Linked DNA regions of Zea mays: region 1 is linked to region 2. A link is a contact called in public Hi-C data. All regions are on one chromosome and are shown on one strand. The core of a region is the stretch at or near the end of the contact, and the rest is flanking DNA. Distances in the headings are between cores, read along the strand shown. Region 1 holds the start of LOC100193064. Region 2 holds the start of LOC542018 (fatty acid elongase 1).

What was found. A called contact is a pair of places that touch in the nucleus more often than the background predicts.
Region 1: a Hi-C map of leaf shows a contact between it and region 2, with 6 times the contacts expected there. The contact joins the promoter of LOC100193064 here to the promoter of LOC542018 in region 2. A contact is called at or near these places in 2 of 25 Hi-C or Micro-C datasets (ear and leaf).

Annotation. Positions count from the first base shown.
Region 1 is chr9:92,464,930-92,467,994 of Zm-B73-REFERENCE-NAM-5.0, reverse strand. LOC100193064 reads left to right here and starts at 1,596. Exons shown (of 4, transcript NM_001138230.2): 1 at 1,596-1,820. The coding sequence starts at 1,725.
Region 2 is chr9:92,186,023-92,189,031 of Zm-B73-REFERENCE-NAM-5.0, reverse strand. LOC542018 (fatty acid elongase 1) reads right to left here and starts at 1,501. Exons shown (of 2, transcript NM_001279650.2): 1 at 1,351-1,501; 2 at 1-1,203. The coding sequence starts at 1,202.

The sequences.
Region 1 (3,065 bases), core at 347-2,846, 280 kb before region 2:
AAACTTGATATAAGGAAGAAAACTGTGGTACTCAAGTTAGATCTTTGGATCACTTGAGAGAGGTTGAGTGCAACCCTTGACCAAAGGAGGTCACCATAATGTGGAGTAGGAATTGGCCGAAACACGGGATAAAATCACCGTGTCACTTGTGCGTTTCTTTATTGTGATTATTTTCTTCCATAGAGTTCTCACATATTCACTTGTGTTATTGTTTCCAAGTTTGATACATATCTTAAAGGAACAATCAAGTGAAGAGTTCTCTTGTTCTCTCTATCTCTATTCATCTCAACTTGATTTTGGTTCTACTAACACTTATTATAAACCAAGTTTGTCTTGTTTAGAGTTAATTTTTGCAGGATCACCTATTCACCCCCATCTAGGTGCTCTCAGGTGCTCTCTATGGAGGCGCGGACGGTCCACGACACAAGGCCAGATGGTCCGTGACCTAGGCATAGGAGTGGCTCCTCCTCTGTGTTCATCCGGACGGGCCATGCCTAGGGCTTGGACGTTCTGCGATGGCGCATAGAGTCGTCTTCTTCGCAGCAGACCTAGATCTCGCCTCCAGGGAGGGACCCCGTCGAGGAGGAGAGATCCTAGGGTGTGTCTTGGCATCGACAGCCCACCCAAGACGCCTCTAGTCGACGTAGAGCCGAAGAGAGGTGAAGATTCGAGGTAGAAGAAGGCTAAACTAGGGCTAAACTAAAGCTACTCCTAATGCATAAGGTAAAAACGATAAGTAGAATTGATTGGATCGATTGTGGGGGTTCAATCGACTGTAACCCTTCATCTATGTATAAAGGGAGGAGGTCTAGACCTGTTATAAGTCGGTTCTCGAGTTAATCCCGCTAGAAATCCGGAACCCTAACTGATTTTACGCATGAGCAGACCGTCCGCCTACCCATCTTGGGGCTTAACACTATTGTGCCCTTTTCAGCCGTGGTTCCACGCCGCCATACTCGACTGCCATGGGAAGGCTCCGTCGCCGCCTCATGCTTTAGCCATGCAATACAAATGCAAGGCCCGAGCCCAAGCCGGAGCTTCGACCCTTGCCACCGCATCTGCTCCACACGTACTGACGCACACATATTCGCATGAACCCCCCTATCCACAGTCGTGCCCCGAGATAACATCATAACACCGACCCACCAATCGACAGCATGAGCCCCTCAAACTGGAATCTCGCATTACACGAAGATCGGTTTCGATGGAGAATTTATTTAGAATTATCATATTATATACAATAAAATTATAGATAAAACTTTTTTAATAAAAAATCATTTTATATTATTTAGATATTTAATTTTATGAATTTGTAAGTAGTTGATAACCATGTCAAAAGAATTTAAAACTAAAAATTATTTCCTTTTAAAAAATGTCGCTGCGTTATAAAAAAATGTTTATATAATACTCTATCATTTTTTATCATTGTTTAGTTGAAAAATAAACTAGTGGACGACAAATATTAGTTAATATTATTAGTCAAATACTACCTCTATGTTTTTTATTTGACCCTCACAAAACTCAAATAAAAAATCCAAGAGAGTACAGCCTAACAGCACCCACGAATTTACCCAAACGCCCCTGTGGTGCCGCTCGTTTTCTCTTCGCCTTTTCCTCCCCTACTTTTTCCTGCTACTGTTCACGCTCTACAGTACGGAGGCTCCTACGTGCAGGTAGCTCCCAGGACCAGATCCGAACCCTAACCCTAGCCAATTTGGTCGGTGATGGAAGAGCACGTGCCTCGAGGCGGCGGCGGCGGGAGGCCCCCGATCCCGGCGGCGGCGGCGAGGAAGCCGGCGCTCGCGCGGCACTCCTCTTTTGTAAGTCCGCTCTCCTGAATCTGGCTTCCTCCGCGATTAGCAAGATGACTTGCCTGATCTGCGCGAAAGTTGGCAGCTTTTGTGTCACGGGCGGCTTGATTAAAATGCTTAACCTGTGTTGTTTGGTGTGGCTGCTGCCGCCTCAGCTGCGTGCCGCGAGACGATTGTGCCAAGGCGCTAGGATTTGCACTGGTGTGATGGATGGGACGGGTTGTCCTGGGTTTGGGAGGTGAGAAAAGGAGGGGGAGGGAAAAGAGGGCGCTGAAGCTCCTGGTACATCCTTGTTTGTACTAGAGTACTGGTAGGAAGAGGGGCAAGACGCTTGGAGCCATGCGGTATATGTGGATGCACGCAATTGGTTCGGAGTCTGGAAAAGCAATTATAATTGATTGTGATCCGGGGGTGTTTTGAAAAGGCTGCTTTGGATTAAATGAAATGATAGGTCATATTATCGAATGGAAGTATGGAACAAAGTATGCTGGCAGGGAACATTCCAGAATGTTTGTGCGAAGCAAAAATTGGCTTGGTACCTGATGCTTCCCTAGTTTTCTTGTCGTGTATAATTTATTGCAGACACATGTACATGGTAATGGACATGAATACATAATGATGTAACTTTTCGTGACTTGGGGTTTTTGTTCTGGTAAAGATCATTGTTTTAGCATGCCTCGTGGTGAAAAGGTTGGGTGGTTCGAGTACATGGAAAGAGGGCATAATTGAACTGTTAATCCAGTACTTATATGTCATGAAAAGTCCCCCCACTCCCTGTTCTGGCCTCATGCTCCCCCACCCCACCCCACAAGAACATTATTCAAAGTTCTGTCATTTGTTTGCTACTCTGCTTTATATATTGGTTGATCAATAAATTTCTCCAGTCCTGCACAGTTGGAAAATGAAAACCCCTAAACTAGTTTTAAACTCCACCATCGAATGGTTTTATTTTTCAAAAAGCTCATGAAGCGGGAAGAAGCTATTGACATGCCAGAACCGTGACTAGGGGCTCATGTGGGGTTTCACTCTAGCCTACCCCAATTTACTTGGGACCGAAAGGCTTTGTTGTTGTTGTAAAGATCATAAAGCAAATTTTGGAAGCAGAAGCTGATAGGTTTTGGTTTTGATCTCATAGATCTACTAGGTGCCTGGTTTTTGTTTAGAAGTTTTGGGATCATGTGATGGATTTACTTGATATAATGTGATTAATAAGGCGATATATGTTCTGCACAAAGGCACACTCAGAGCACAAGT
Region 2 (3,009 bases), core at 252-2,751:
TCGAAAGCCAGCTTGAAGTCAGGGATGTATGGCTTGATTTTCATCTTGAGCACCTTCTTGGCAATCAATGTGCCCATGAAGAGAAGTTGCTCTGATAATGGGAGCACCAACGGCCCCAGCGTGGTGATGTTGGTCTTAAGTGCGTCTCCGGCCACTGCCATGAGGTCCTTGGACAGTGACACGCCAATCTTGCCAATCTCATCTTCCTCCTGTGTCACGCAGCCGAAGCACTTGTCGTTGGCGCCCTTGTGCGTGCGCACCGTGTGCACCAGCTCATACTTGGACCTCCGCCTGTCAGACCGCCTGTTCGAGAGCAGGATGGCCGCGCCACCCATCCGGAACAGGCAATTCGACACAAGCATGGACCGGTTGTTCCCAAAGTACCAATTCAGTGTGATGTTCTCCATGCTGATCACCAGGGCGTAAGAGTTGGGGTGCACCTGCAGCAGATCCTTGGCGAGGTCGATGGACAGAAGCCCGGCGCTGCAGCCCATCCCGCCGAGGTTGTAGCTCACAATATTCCCCCTCAGCTTGTAATGGTTCACCACCATGGCTGACAGCGACGGCGTCGGGTTGAACAGGCTGCAGTTGACCACTAGGACACCAATGTCCTTGGGCCTGACACCGGTCTTCTCGAGCAGCTGGTCGATGGCGCCGAACATGACGGCGCGCGCCTCCTTACGCGCCTCGTCCATGCACGGGTTAGGGGGCACCCGGAGCACGGCGGGGGGAAGGTACGTGTCCTCGCCGAGGCCGGAGCGCTCGAGGATCTTGCGCTGGAACTCGAGGTTCTCGTCCGTGAAGGATCCGGTGAGCTTGGAGCAGTGCATGAAGGTCTCGCGCGTGCACTTGCGCTCCGACTCCGGCTTGTAGCAGGCGAAGTCGAGCAGGTACACGGGGCGCGGGCGGGTGAGGAAGTAAACGGTGGAGAGGAAGACGAGCAGCGTGGAGCAGGCGACGACGGAGAGGAGGTTGAAGCGGAGCTGCTCCCACAGGTCGGCGAGGTCATGCGGGGAGACGGTGGAGAGCTGCACGGCGACGAGCGCCATCAGCGGCGACAGCAGCAGGTACATCCCGTGGGATATGAGGTAGTGGTACCCCAGCTTCACATACTTGAGCCGCACTGACTGCTGGAAGTCCGGCAACCGCCTCCGTGGCTGCGCCGGCGGAGCGGGGGCATTGGGCGGCGCTGACGTCTCCATTCTGAAAACAATAGAGACTGCTGTCAGAAAGTCCCAAATGCCAGGATCTCAGCCAAGAACTTCTGGATCTCTAAAATCGTGGTTCAGATTGGAAACCGCAGAAAATCCAAATCTAACGCGGGCGAGTCATCAAGGTTTTCAGGCGTACCAGGAGGAAGAAGCGGACGTAAGGAGGAGGCGACGACGGAGGGAGAGAAGGCTTAAGCCGGCAAGCCGCCGCCTTCCCTCTCTTGTCTCTCGATCTCCGCGCTAATGCGGCCGCGAGCGCCACGGGGAGGCGCCCAGCTCGGTGGTTTAATAGGGGGCAAGGGAAGCCACGCGAAATGAACAAATGGAGAAGACAAGGGGGCCGTTGAAGAGGAAAGTTCATCTAGCCCCTCCGTAAAGTTCTGTAAATCTAATTTGGCCCCAAAAGGATTTGAGCTGGGCACCGCACTGTGCAGCTGGCACCTGAAAATATTATGCCACCTTTTGCCAAGAAGTACGAAGGCATGTATGATTGTTGAGAAAAAAAATCTTGCAGTTATCAACGTAGTATACGTTAAATAAAAATAACTCTGTAATCATATAGTGGGGCGAGGATTCATATTCAAGGCAATAATTATCTAATTGTCGTACATTTTTTCTAACGCTTCGTTTAGATTATTGGAATTGAATTCCATTCTAATAATAGTAATTTAGGTATATATTAATTAATCTAATTAAATTTTATATAAAATATATTTGTATACTATTATTAGAAAGATGTCGGAAATATTTATGTGTTATAATTTTACTATAGAGGAGTGAGATAAATAGTGTCATTTAAGTTACAGAGTAGAAACAAATTATACTACTGTATAAAATCATTTCTCATCCACCACCCCATGAATTTGAGATAGCCTTATATCTGAACTTTAGAAAGTTGTGGAATGTCAAATTCTAAACTAAATAAGTTACTTTATTGAATAAATTCCAATTCCTCTAAAATAAAGAGATCCAAACGCCCCGTAAAAGAAAAATCGTCCATTTCTTTAAAGCACCTTGGCACTATTTTGAGTCCTTGGCCTCATAAAAAAACACCCTTTCTCTACAAGAGTGAAGTGGTTCGATAGATTCTAATTCAAAGCGTGTACGTCGACTCTATAAACAATCAAATTTTGATTAGAATAAATCTGAAAACTTACTATAAGACGGTTAGGGATTATTGCCAGAGCGCTAAATGCACAAATAAGAATTCTATATATTTCATAATTGTCTTTTAAAGTATCTCCAACAATACCTTAAATCGGTGCCTTAAATTGAAATATAGAGCTCTACATAGAAAAAATTAATTCAATAATACCTCATTTTATAAAATTTGGTTAAAAAATTATAAGCATGCTCTCAATTGTCTTAAATATAATACATCGCAGTGAGCTGCCCTATAATCTAGATTTAAGGCTTTACTAGTTGTGTGCCCGTACATTACAACGGGAACATATAATACCATTGATAGCTTATGTACGTTGGGATGAGCATCGACATATATCTGACCGGATCTTCTTCTTCCTTGGGGATCTGGAGAAAAGCCTGTTCGGAAGCCAAACATGTTAAGACCTGATCATGTGCTGCCCTTGTGTCTCTGATCATCATCAGCACAATGTTCGACGCTTGTATGAGTCTTGTTAATTTGCATGCCTCGTGCATAGTCTCTCAACCATCAATTCATTATGGTATACAGAATTCGTGTGAGTTGTGACAAACATTATCAATTTCATATAAATTATTTTAAAGAATCAATATAGAGTTTTATATGATAGAGAAATACATGTGGATTAAAAAATGC